Regions from separate parts of the Gasterosteus aculeatus genome. Here region 1 is linked to region 2. The links are chromatin contacts, called in public Hi-C maps. All regions are on one chromosome and are shown on one strand. The core of a region is the stretch at or near the end of the contact, and the rest is flanking DNA. Distances in the headings are between cores, read along the strand shown. Region 1 holds the start of LOC144409476. Region 2 holds the start of dnajc12 (DnaJ (Hsp40) homolog, subfamily C, member 12).

The links. A called contact is a pair of places that touch in the nucleus more often than the background predicts.
Region 1: a Hi-C map of skeletal muscle shows a contact between it and region 2, with 14 times the contacts expected there. The contact joins the promoter of LOC144409476 here to the promoter of dnajc12 in region 2. A contact is called at or near these places in 2 of 6 Hi-C or Micro-C datasets (skeletal muscle and tail fin).

Annotation. Positions count from the first base shown.
Region 1 is chr6:4,919,210-4,924,334 of fGasAcu3.hap1.1, forward strand. It overlaps LOC144409476, which reads right to left and starts at 2,153. Exons shown (of 1, transcript XM_078104543.1): 1 at 1-2,153. The coding sequence starts at 1,898. The coding sequence ends at 462.
Region 2 is chr6:4,521,089-4,527,030 of fGasAcu3.hap1.1, forward strand. It overlaps dnajc12 (DnaJ (Hsp40) homolog, subfamily C, member 12), which reads right to left and starts at 2,396. Exons shown (of 5, transcript XM_040177796.2): 1 at 2,085-2,396; 2 at 1,433-1,511; 3 at 1,067-1,206; 4 at 685-826. The coding sequence starts at 2,162. sirt1 (sirtuin 1) reads left to right here and starts at 2,636. Exons shown (of 9, transcript XM_040177770.2): 1 at 2,636-3,205; 2 at 3,621-3,743; 3 at 3,860-4,095; 4 at 4,228-4,380; 5 at 4,934-5,081; 6 at 5,174-5,253. The coding sequence starts at 2,887.

The DNA of each region.
Region 1 (5,125 bases), core at 903-3,402, 400 kb after region 2:
GGCAGTGGTGGAGGAATGTATGGAGGGTTGTGGGATGGTATGTGTTAATGGGGGGGGGGGGGGGTGGTACTAGGGTAAATATAGGGAAAGGGACTGAATCCTGTTTAGATCCAATGTGGGTGTCTGCGTCTATGGCAGGGAGGTGTGAGTTGCGAGTGATGAGACTCCACCGTAGGGAGTGATTATTACCCTATTGTTGGTAGGTTTGAGGCTGGTGTGTGTATGCAGAGCCGAGGTCATGGCAAGAGGTGGTGTTTTGAGAAGGCTGATTGGATCAAGTTCAAGTACTTGCGTGAGCGGGAAGGACGGAAGTTGACGATGGAGGGATCAGTGAATGAATGTGCTCAGGAAGGTGCTGAATCTGATGAGGGCTGTGCCAGGTGTAGACTGGAGGGCAGATGGGAGGACACTGTTGTGTATGTATCAGGGACTGGTTAGATCCATGATAGATTATGGGTGTTTTACATGTCTAACTCTCTCTTTAATCTTATTAAGCTTTGGTGAGAGAGGGGGGACGTAGAGGGCTGGACCAGTGGATTGTAGGCTGAAGGAGAGCGGTCAGGGCTCCTCCTTAATAGCTGCCTGAAGAAACCTGGTCGCGTTTCTCTCGTCTTCCCCTCTCGCAGTTTCCTTCGGAGCTTCTCAAGCTCAGTGTCTCTGTCCTCCATCTGTCTTCCAAAGACCCCAAGGCTCTTCTTTTTGAGGTACAAGCAGATGTCCTCGAGGATCACGTTCTCCTCCCTCAACGGTTTGTTCTTGGAAATCTCCGCCCTAAACTTCTCACCAAGGGACCTGTGGGCTATCTTCCAGGATGCTACAGTGTTCTCCAAGTCCAATGCTCTCTTCTCCAGGGCGTTGTACTTTTCCACCTTCTTATTCTGCAGGTGTAGACTCTCCTCAAGATGGCTTTTTTCGGCCTCCTGTCCTCTGACGGTCTCCTTCAGATCCTTCACCTTCTGTATCAGCTCGCCAACCTTGGCCACGGCGCGACAGAAATCGGTCTCAGGACCACCGATCTCTTCGCTCTGGTCGTTGCTGGTATTCAGGAGTTTTAGTTTCTCTGCCTCATTGTTGGCAATTATGTCCTTCGTGTGGTCTTCCATCTTTTTTACTGCGTTGTACTCTTCCACCTTCTCATTCTGCAGGTGTAGACTCTCCTTGAGATGGCTTATTTCGGTCTCCTGTCTTCTGACGGTCAGCTCCAGATCCTCCACCTTCTGTGTCAGCTCGCTGACCTCGGCCACGGAGCAACATAAATCTTTTTTCACCAGACATTCGATTGGACATTTGGGTGGGCTCTCAGGACCACCAATCGCTTTGGTCTGGTCGTTGCTGGTCTTCAGGAGTTTTAGTTTCTCTGCCTCATTGTTGGCAATTATGTCCTTCATGTGGTCTTCCATCTTTTGTACTGCGTTGTACTCTTCCACCTTCTCATTCTGCAGGTGTAGACTCTCCTCCAGATGGCTTATTTCGGCTTCCTGTCTTCTGACGGTCTCCACCTTCTGTGTCAGCTCCCCGTAATTGGCCACGGTGCGAAAGAAATTTGTTTTCACCCGACATCTGATTGGACGTTTGGGTGGGCTGTGAGGACCACCGATCTCTTTGCTCTGGTCGTTTCTGGTCTTCAGGAGTTTCAGTTTCTCTGCCTCATTGTCGGCAATTATCTCCATGCGGTCTTCCATCTTTTTCTCCCGTTCAAGGAGAATTTTCCTTTTAAACTCCCACAGCTCACTTACCTGCTCTGTCAGCCTGATGATCTTGTACTTGGCACAACATAGTTCAGTTTTAATCGGAACTCTGGGTGGAGGTCCTGGATGGCTTGGAGAGAGAGTGGACGTTTCTGTGATAATCTCTGAAAGACTGTGTCCCTCTCTGATTTGTCCTGGAAGAGGGTTCATGGCTGTGTCTTTATGTGAAAAACTGTGGGCCAGTGTATCTGAAATGGTTCTTAATGAAAGACTGAATCTGTCTCGACGAGAACTAAATGTTCGTCTTACTTGTGCAGTGACTTGAACTTGACTGACTCTCTCCCCCTCTGAGATTCTAATGGAATGTCTGTGGATGTTCCAGTGTGATAAGCTTCTGTGAATGCGTGCTGCATCATTGGCTGTCACAGCTTGATGTCATAGCTTCTGTGAATGCGTGCTGCAATATCATTGGCTGTCACAGCTTGATGTCATCGCTTCTGTGAATGCGTGCTGCAATATCATTGGCTGTCACAGCTTGATGTCATCGCTTCTGTGAATGCGTGCTGCATCATTGGCTGTCACAGCTTGATGTCATCGCTTCTGTGAATGTGTGCTGCAATATCATTGGCTGTCACAGCTTGATGTCATCGCTTCTGTGAATGCGTGCTGCATCATTAGCTGTCACAGCTTGATGTCATCGCTTCTGTGAATGCGTGCTGCATCATTGGCTGTCACAGCTTGATGTCATCGCTTCTGTGAATATGTGCTGCATCATTGGCTGTTACAGCTTGATGTCATCGCTTCTGTGAATGCGTGCTGCATCATTGGCTGTTACAGCTTGATGTCATCGCTTCTGTGAATGTGTGCTGCAATATCATTGGCTGTTACAGCTTGATGTCATCGCTTCTGTGAATGTGTGCTGCAATATCATTGGCTGTTACAGCTTGATGTCATCGCTTCTGTGATGTGATCCCTTTGAAGTATGTCCAATCAGAGACCAGTACAGGTTCCGGAGTTTTGATTGGCTGAGCAGAATATTCAAATTCAAAATAAACTGGGAAATCCAAGGGGATTTTATTTTTGAAAAACAACACTATCTTGTTCCCACAATTATAACTTTTCATTCACAATGTTTGGGTCAAAACGTAGAAAATGTCATGCCGGTGTTTGATCCCACAAACAAACCCCACATCACCGCGTCCGTTAAGCCTAGTTTATGCTTCTGCGTTTTCAGAGAGACGCAGACGCAAGAGGCCCTTGCTGTGATTGGTCTGCTAACTACATCCTTTACGGCAGGGGTCTCAAACTCAAATCAGCTGCGGGCCAGATGCAGCCCACTTCAACCAAACGCGGGCCAGACTAGCGTCCGAACGGCATGGTCGACAATAACACAACTTAACACTCACTTTCAAAAGCAGTCATTGAACCCCACCCTGGGGGATCGGTTCGAATGAGACTACAACACTAGTCCTCTAACTCAGCGGGGGAGACCTAAGGTCATGTGACCGTGGAATTCCTTTATAGCCAAACGTGAAGTTACGTGAATCGAAGCTGCGTAGTAATGGACGGAGACGCTCGTCGGTGACGTCAGATGCTTCATGCGTTGTTAGTGTGAGTCGTAAAGGAAAACTTTATTAAACGAGCGATGCTAACGGTTAGTCACATTATCACCTGCGCGAAAGAGGGCAGGAAACTGAATTTCACCCTCCTGCTCTCTGCACCTCGGCCGACACACACGACCCGCCCCCCATGTCAGTCACATGCATGCCACGTTCACTGGACAAGCACACAGTAGGAAACCAGAACATCATAACATGTCCCACACAGCAGCTGACAGTGGGGTTACAGTATAAAACTTGCGGGCCGCACTAACATTACACTTTCATATTAAGGATGGGGGCACAAAATATCGTCCCGAGGGCCGCAATTGGCCCGCGGGCCGCGAGTTTGAGACCCCTGCTTTACGGCATCTCACATTTCCGGTTTCATAGCACAATACCGCCATTATTAAAACATTAACAATTATTATTATATTATTAAAAGTTTTTTTGCCAGAGAATGGATCTGTTGTTTAATTAAAACTCCTTCAAATACTTTTTTATTTTTTTTATTTTACGCAACCATCTTTCGGTTCAATAGACACACGTGTGTAGGTTTTTATATATTATACTATACCCCTTAACTCCAGTACATTAAAACAACTAAAATAACTGAAATAATTGAAGTATCCAATGGGATATGAAGAGCCTGCTATGTTTTACTCCCTTGACAACAAGTAAAATGCAGGTGACAGAACAACGAGGGGAGGGAGGTGAGCCAAGAAGACGGGGAGGTGTTTGGTTGAGGTGTGTGGTGACAGTGGAGTGAAGGTTTTACTCACGGTTGATGGATGAGACTGAACTTGCTCATGTCACCGTCAGACAGGCTCTGGGGGAAGTAACAGAGAAATCCATTTTCAATTGTGACAAGTTGGGTGAAAATTGCAGAGTTCTCAAGTGACTGTGATGTCTCAGGTGAGGCGATACTACAAGGGGGTCACATTGTCACCAAACACGTGCATTGGAGCAGTGGTTCTCAAACTGAGGGACGTGTACCCCTGGAGGTACGTGAAGGCACTCCAGGGGATACCTGAGATTGTTTAATGATTTTAAAATAAAATAAAATAATAAAATAAAATAAGCATGCTACACACACACACACACACACACACAAACGTCCATTACTTTCAAGGCTCCCCCTTTTCAATCGGCCTCTCTCCAAACGCCGTCTTACCGTGTGTTCGTGTTCATCTGCGTCGACAGATAATAAAGAGCCCACTATAGCGAGAAAAGCCGCAGCTGCTACCTTCCACCTGGAAGACCCCATTCTTTTTCGGAGTAGGAATACAGCGAGATTGGGGATGTTAGCTTTGTAGGGCTATCCCACCTTCTTCCTGGTTGTATGACAGAGGCAATTTTAGGGATGCTCTCGTACGCATTTGGCGTAAGCGCTTCACCACCGCACATCGCACGCAAATTTGATGGGCTGACTTGAGTCACATGACCCGCATCCTCCAGTCACGGGGGAAAGCGATGGATCAAACGGTGGATAAAAAAACGCATTCACGTCACCAGACGCATTCACATCTGTTTGGATTGCTTTCCCATGCGCCCCTGAGGATAATGTAGATATCTTTATACACAGGTGTCAAACTCAAGGCCCGCGGGCCGGATCCGGTGTTCTGTCGATTTTTTGCTGCTTTGTCGAAAATTGCTACCGCCGCATAAATCGATGGCTCTGTCTATCAAGTCATGCTACCCTATCAAAAAATGCTACTTTATGGTTTTCTACCTCTCAATCATCAAATCAAATTATGCATGAATGCCAGCATATTAATCACATTTTATTCATCAATATTTGAGGAGTAGCAGATTTACTGGGCACATTTTTTAGGTTTT
Region 2 (5,942 bases), core at 1,146-3,645:
AAGGTATTTTCCAACTTTGCACATTTTGATGCATGCAAATTATCGTTTTGGTGTTGATCATCTTATGTCAAGGGGGGTGGTTATAGAAGGAAGGCAGAGATAGTATGCTGTCTGGTAAAGAGTTACTATGGAAATGCAGCATTTTAAAATTGTCCTTTTTGCATTCGGGTTCTGCTTCGGGCTTCCTGCTACATACACTTGCATCGCCGTGGGTCTTTATTTAGTTGCCAAGGCCAACCCAGTTTAATTTGAAAAAGGAGCAGATACACTTCTGGCCCCCTGGAGCTGAAAACTCTGATATAAAATCAAAACCACAGGGTCGGTTTAAACTTCTTCCGAAAACGCACACATACTTTGTAAAAAAGGTTGGTTTGAACGTAGCGCCCCATTTTCATTTATTTATTAAATTCAATGGCCTAAATCTCACAGCAGAGGGAAACTTAAGCAGCATACGTTCTCCCTCTATCCAAAAATGTTTTCCAGGCTTATTTTAGGCCATAACTTCAGGGTAAAAATACCGTAGCTGTGAATGGAAGAGGTACCAGCATGTTTAATATCTGCCGCAAAAAAGTGAAAACCAGGAATTTAATATGCGTATTGTCTCTTCCACACTCGTAAATGTTTGCACTTTAGTAGCAAATTGATACTTTTCCTTCCTTTGAGAATATTCAAAAATTCACTTACTTGTAGAAGGAATAGCATCACATGAGGAGATCCTCTGAGCTTCTTGGTCAGAATGAAGGTCCTCCGCTTGCAAAGGGACACTCCCAGCATTGGAAGCCTCCAACATTGGTTCCTTCTTATTTTTCAAAGCCCAGTGCATTGACTGAAAACAAATGGCCATATAAATCACCACGCTTTTCTAAATTAAACACTTTACACTACTTGTATACGCACGCAGACGCACGCACGCACACACACTGTATACACTGAAACAGTCAAAACTTTGGACACACTTTCTCATTGAATTAAATGAGGACACACACATACACATATATGCACACACATGCTTGTGTGTGTGTTTTTGTTGACTGTGTTTGTATTTTCAAGTTAAAACATTACATACAGTTTTAACAGTGTCATTCAAGGGTTGCCAGTCATGAAAAGACACAGTTACTCCACTTCTTCTCCAAAGGTCATAGTTTTTTCTTTTGGTTTCATTGCATAAAACCTCTTTGGCTTCCTGCAGCTTTTGGAAATCTGCCACTGCCAGAAAGAAAGAAAATATCAGGGTCTAAGGTGGTTTATTATGCCTACCATATTAGAGAAAGGATCCTGGTTTCTATGCAGTTGCAGCTCCACATTAACATAATTTGCTTTGAAGTCAAGACATCCGAAAGAGGCATTACGTGTTTGTGGAATAAGTAATCATTAAAAATGATTATGTGTATCTGAGACTCTGCGGTGTAAAAGCAAGGATTGACTGATCTACCTGCTCTTGGATGGTTCAGGTGTTTGTCTGGATGACAAGCCAAGGCTCGGATCTTGTATTCAGTCAGAATCTGTTCATGCTGCAAGGAAATTACACAAAAAATTAGCTTTTGCTAATATAAATATTTGTAATTCGGTAATAAGTCACTTATTTGGTTATCAAGGGCAACCCACTGATAAAACAACGTGAAATGAATATTGTATTTTTAAGGGGGGGTTCCTTGTAAAACGTATTGATCTATGCCGATCCTTGTACTCGTAACTCAAACACTTACTGCTGCTAGGAAACTGTCTATGGACATTATCAACATAACCTCTATAACACTCGGTGAATCGTATGTTTCCTTCATGTTCCCATGTTGACTAAATGAATTAACGTTAATAAGGAAAAACACTGAGACCCACCCGACAAAGAATCTCTATGACGCACTAGTTCCTCTGACATATTGTACTGCTGGAGCTGCAGGATCAGACGAACATCTACATGCGCAATTCAATCAGATTTAAGTTTAGAGGCAGCTGATATTTTACCTGCATCCAGCATTCTACGTTATCTTTAACTTCTGAATTCTTCAGTCAGTATCTTGATGTCTTGGTTTGTTGATGCACATATACAAATAGGCTGATCCTCAAACACACAAGCAATAACTTACCGTCGACAATTCATCACATCCTAATAACAAGTAGTAATCATCCCAGTCCTCTGGTCTGCAGTTGAGAATAGTCTCCATAACACTTATAACGTTAATGGTCTGTTGTCACGGAGCAGCTTGAATGTTTGCAGTCCTGGTTAACATATGTTGGCTTCAAGGCGTTTGGATCGGCTTCAATTAATTTTAATTGTTTTACCAGTTAGCGTTCAGTATTTAATGTCCAACTGACAAATAAAAATGGTCGAGGATCTGTTCTGAGTTGCGGCGAAAATTCAACGATCCGTTTTCGCTGTATGACGTGTGATGCATTCAGGTGTCGAAACGACAGCTCGAAGTGTTGACGGTTCATTGGACATAGAATTAATGCAAAAGTAGTCCTCAAAATTAGGAGACAAAATACTTACTACCAATAACCTAATCATATCTGTAATGACTGGGCTCCATATCATGCGGTGTCAAGTATGTGGCCAAATTAAATAGAAAAGTCTACAGGAGGCATTTAGTTTATTATCAAAGATGCAATATGCTAATGCCGCACAAACACATTTATCGACATAGCTCATATATGCTGCTCCCGCTATGTCTGACGTTTGCGTTTTATTCCCGTCTCGTGAGTACTTTGATTCGATAGCAATTATTCGGACAGAGCCTGAAGGCAGCGATATTTTGTTATGGTTTTACGTCATTGACGTAAAGGGGGACGTTCCGCCCGTGTCTACTGGTGGAGAATAAGTCACGTGCGCTGAGCAATGAGACAGCTGTCCGAGAGGAAGGATCTGCTCGGCGGCTCTGCGGGTTGAAGATGGCGGACGGCGAGACTAGTCTCGGAATGGCCTTTTCAGGCGGATCCGATATGGAAGAACCTGCTGCAAAAAGGTCGAAAATCTGTCCGATAACGAACAACGGATTCAAAGTCGCTCACGAAGACCGCCCGCCGTGTTTTTCCGTGGCCAAAGAGAGCCGGGAAGCGGCGATTAATTGTACGCAAACAGCGGAGAAGGAAGCAAAGCCGGCGATGGCGGTGGAGCAGGCCCCGGCAGCGCCAGGCGGAGACAACAATGGACTGGGACTGCTGGACTTCGAGCCGCTCATTCCAGTCGCGAAACGCGAGGACAGCGCTGGTATGTCAAGAGACGGACGTCTAACTAAGCTACAAGTTTTTACGCGAACCGTAGTGGGAAAAGCTTGTTTTTTTTAGCAAGTAACAGTTAAAACGGTTTGAAGTTTGAAACGTTAATTGCCAACTAACTTAACGTCAGTTAAAACACAGTTGAATACGTGTGTCCAACTTAGGAGACGTGCCGGTTAACTTTAGCTACTTCTCAAGGCTGAAACTTTTTTCCTAGTTTGTCCACGCTGAAAATGACAGTGAGAACGTTTGAAGTCCCTTCACGGCACTAAACTTTGGGAGACACTTTAGCGTGTTTTAGGCATCTCTGTCCCGTAACGATGTTACGTTGTATCGCCTGTGAACGAGCATTGCGCACGTACCCGCTAGCTTTATACATTCCTTTAACCAAACCTCTCTGCGCTCAGATGTCCTCGGACAGGACGAGTTGTCCTCCAGCGGACCCGCTGGCACGCCGGACCACATCAACGAGGACGACGACCGCTCCTCGCATGCGAGCTCCAGCGACTGGACTCCTCAACCGCAAATAGGTAACAGATTCGATCTGACGTCTCCAGTATGACGAGGACAGTCCTCAGCATCTTCTGACTCCATTGCAGTGGCCTCAGCCGTCTAGCAGACCTGTTGTCACTGTGTTCTCCGCCAGGCTCCTACGGTTACATCCAGCCGCAGATCAGAGACACGGACCCAAGGACCATTCTGAGGGATCTGCTGCCCGAGACTGTACTCCCGCCCGATTTAGACGACATGACATTGTGGCAGATTATCATCAACATCTCAGAACCTCCAAAAAGAAAGAAGCGGAAAGATATCAACACCTTAGAAGATGTGGTCAGGCTACTGCATGAAAGTAAAAGGATCCTTGTGCTGACTGGTGCTGGGGTGTGTATTTAACAGTGCTACTGTTTGAATTACTATGTGTTTGAGTAAATGCATAAAACCAATGATATTAAGTCTGTATGTTTGATACAGACTTGTGATCTTGTTTGTGAATTTCTAATTTTTTTTTTTTAGGTGTCCGTTTCATGTGGAATACCCGATTTCCGCTCCAGAGATGGAATTTATGCACGGCTTGCTGTAGATTTTCCAGATCTTCCAGACCCTCAAGCTATGTTTGACATTGAATATTTCAGACGGGACCCAAGACCCTTTTTCAAGTTTGCTAAGGTTCGTTTACTGATCCACGTCACAAAAAATTGGATAAAAATGACTGATTTAATTGCCCTCCAAGCCCCAGATGTATGATGTAACAGGATTCTATACTTTGTTGAAATGAGGTATGAAAAACTAAACATGCTCACGTATAGCTTTGGATTTGCCCGCCTATGTTGCATGGTTTTGGTCACAGGTGAAGACGAACAAGAAGAAATATACACTAAAATGCGCATCATATCTTTTCCATTTTTGCATTTCACACAGTATCCATATGATAAATTGTTTGCCCCTGAGGTGATGCATACAGAAGGCCTACTCTAGAACCCATGACTGTTGTGCTCGGAAAAGGTATTTGGGTAATATTGTAAGAAACATTCTCTGCAAACACACATGGAGGCTTCATTCATCTGGAGTCACGAGGTTGAACTTTTCAAACATTTGAGATGATGACAAAGATTAGAAAGAAGTTTACATTTTTCCAGATGAAGGGTGCAGATTATGCATGTCCAGGGATGATCCTCCCGCTCATAGCGTGCCGTGGTTGAATGCGTCCTCTTTGTTACAGGAGATCTACCCGGGCCAGTTCCAGCCTTCACCCTGTCACAAATTCATATCTTTGCTGGATAAGCAGGGCAAGCTGCTACGCAATTACACACAAAACATTGACACATTAGAACAGGTGTCTGGAGTTAAGCGGATAATTCAGTGTCATGGTGAGTGATACAGCTGAGCGATGGATCTTTCTTTTTTTTCCAATATCATTTTGTCCATGGGTGTTTTACGTTGTTATTTATTTGTATTTCAGGGTCGTTTGCAACTGCTTCCTGTCTTGTCTGTAAACATAGAATGGGCTGTGAAGCCATAAGAGAAGACATCTTTAACCAGGTATTTATTCAATGCAAACGTTCCACGATAAGATATTCACATGCACTGCTGGACACTATTGGACAGACTTAGTATTAAGCCAAACCTATGAAACTCCATTATTTCATAGTCCGAACATGAGCAAAGCATCTTCCACTAGTAGTAGACTTGCTGCTCTGAGTACATTTGCAGTGTCAGAGATCCTGTACACTTTGTCAGAACTACAGCCGAAGCAGGATCGGTACCGGCTAATGTAAGATACAACTATCATTATTTGCTGCGTTGTGTGGTATTATTTGTTGGAAGGTAGAAATGACTCATGTTATGAGCAGTCATAAGGGTCTTTAGTATTTTACTCAACTTTTAATGGGCAGGGATAGAAAATTGGTGCTCATTAGGTATCTCAAAAACCGCTTTGGGATTCACATCAGCAGTGTGCTTAGTGCTTTATTACTCCCATAACTACAACACATTCTGAATCTATATTTATATCTGTGTTTCCCCGTTGGTGTACAACCCTGCGGGGGCGTGTCTGACGGTTGTCGTTTCGGGTGGTGCGAGCGCGTACGTGGATATATATGCGTGCACATGTCGGGGTGGAACTGCCCATCAGATTGTTTGTGTTGTTTTAGCCTTCCACACATTGAGACATGTATAGCTCATTAATTAAACACCGGTATTGGATCGGTACTGGGTGTCGTCTCATATCT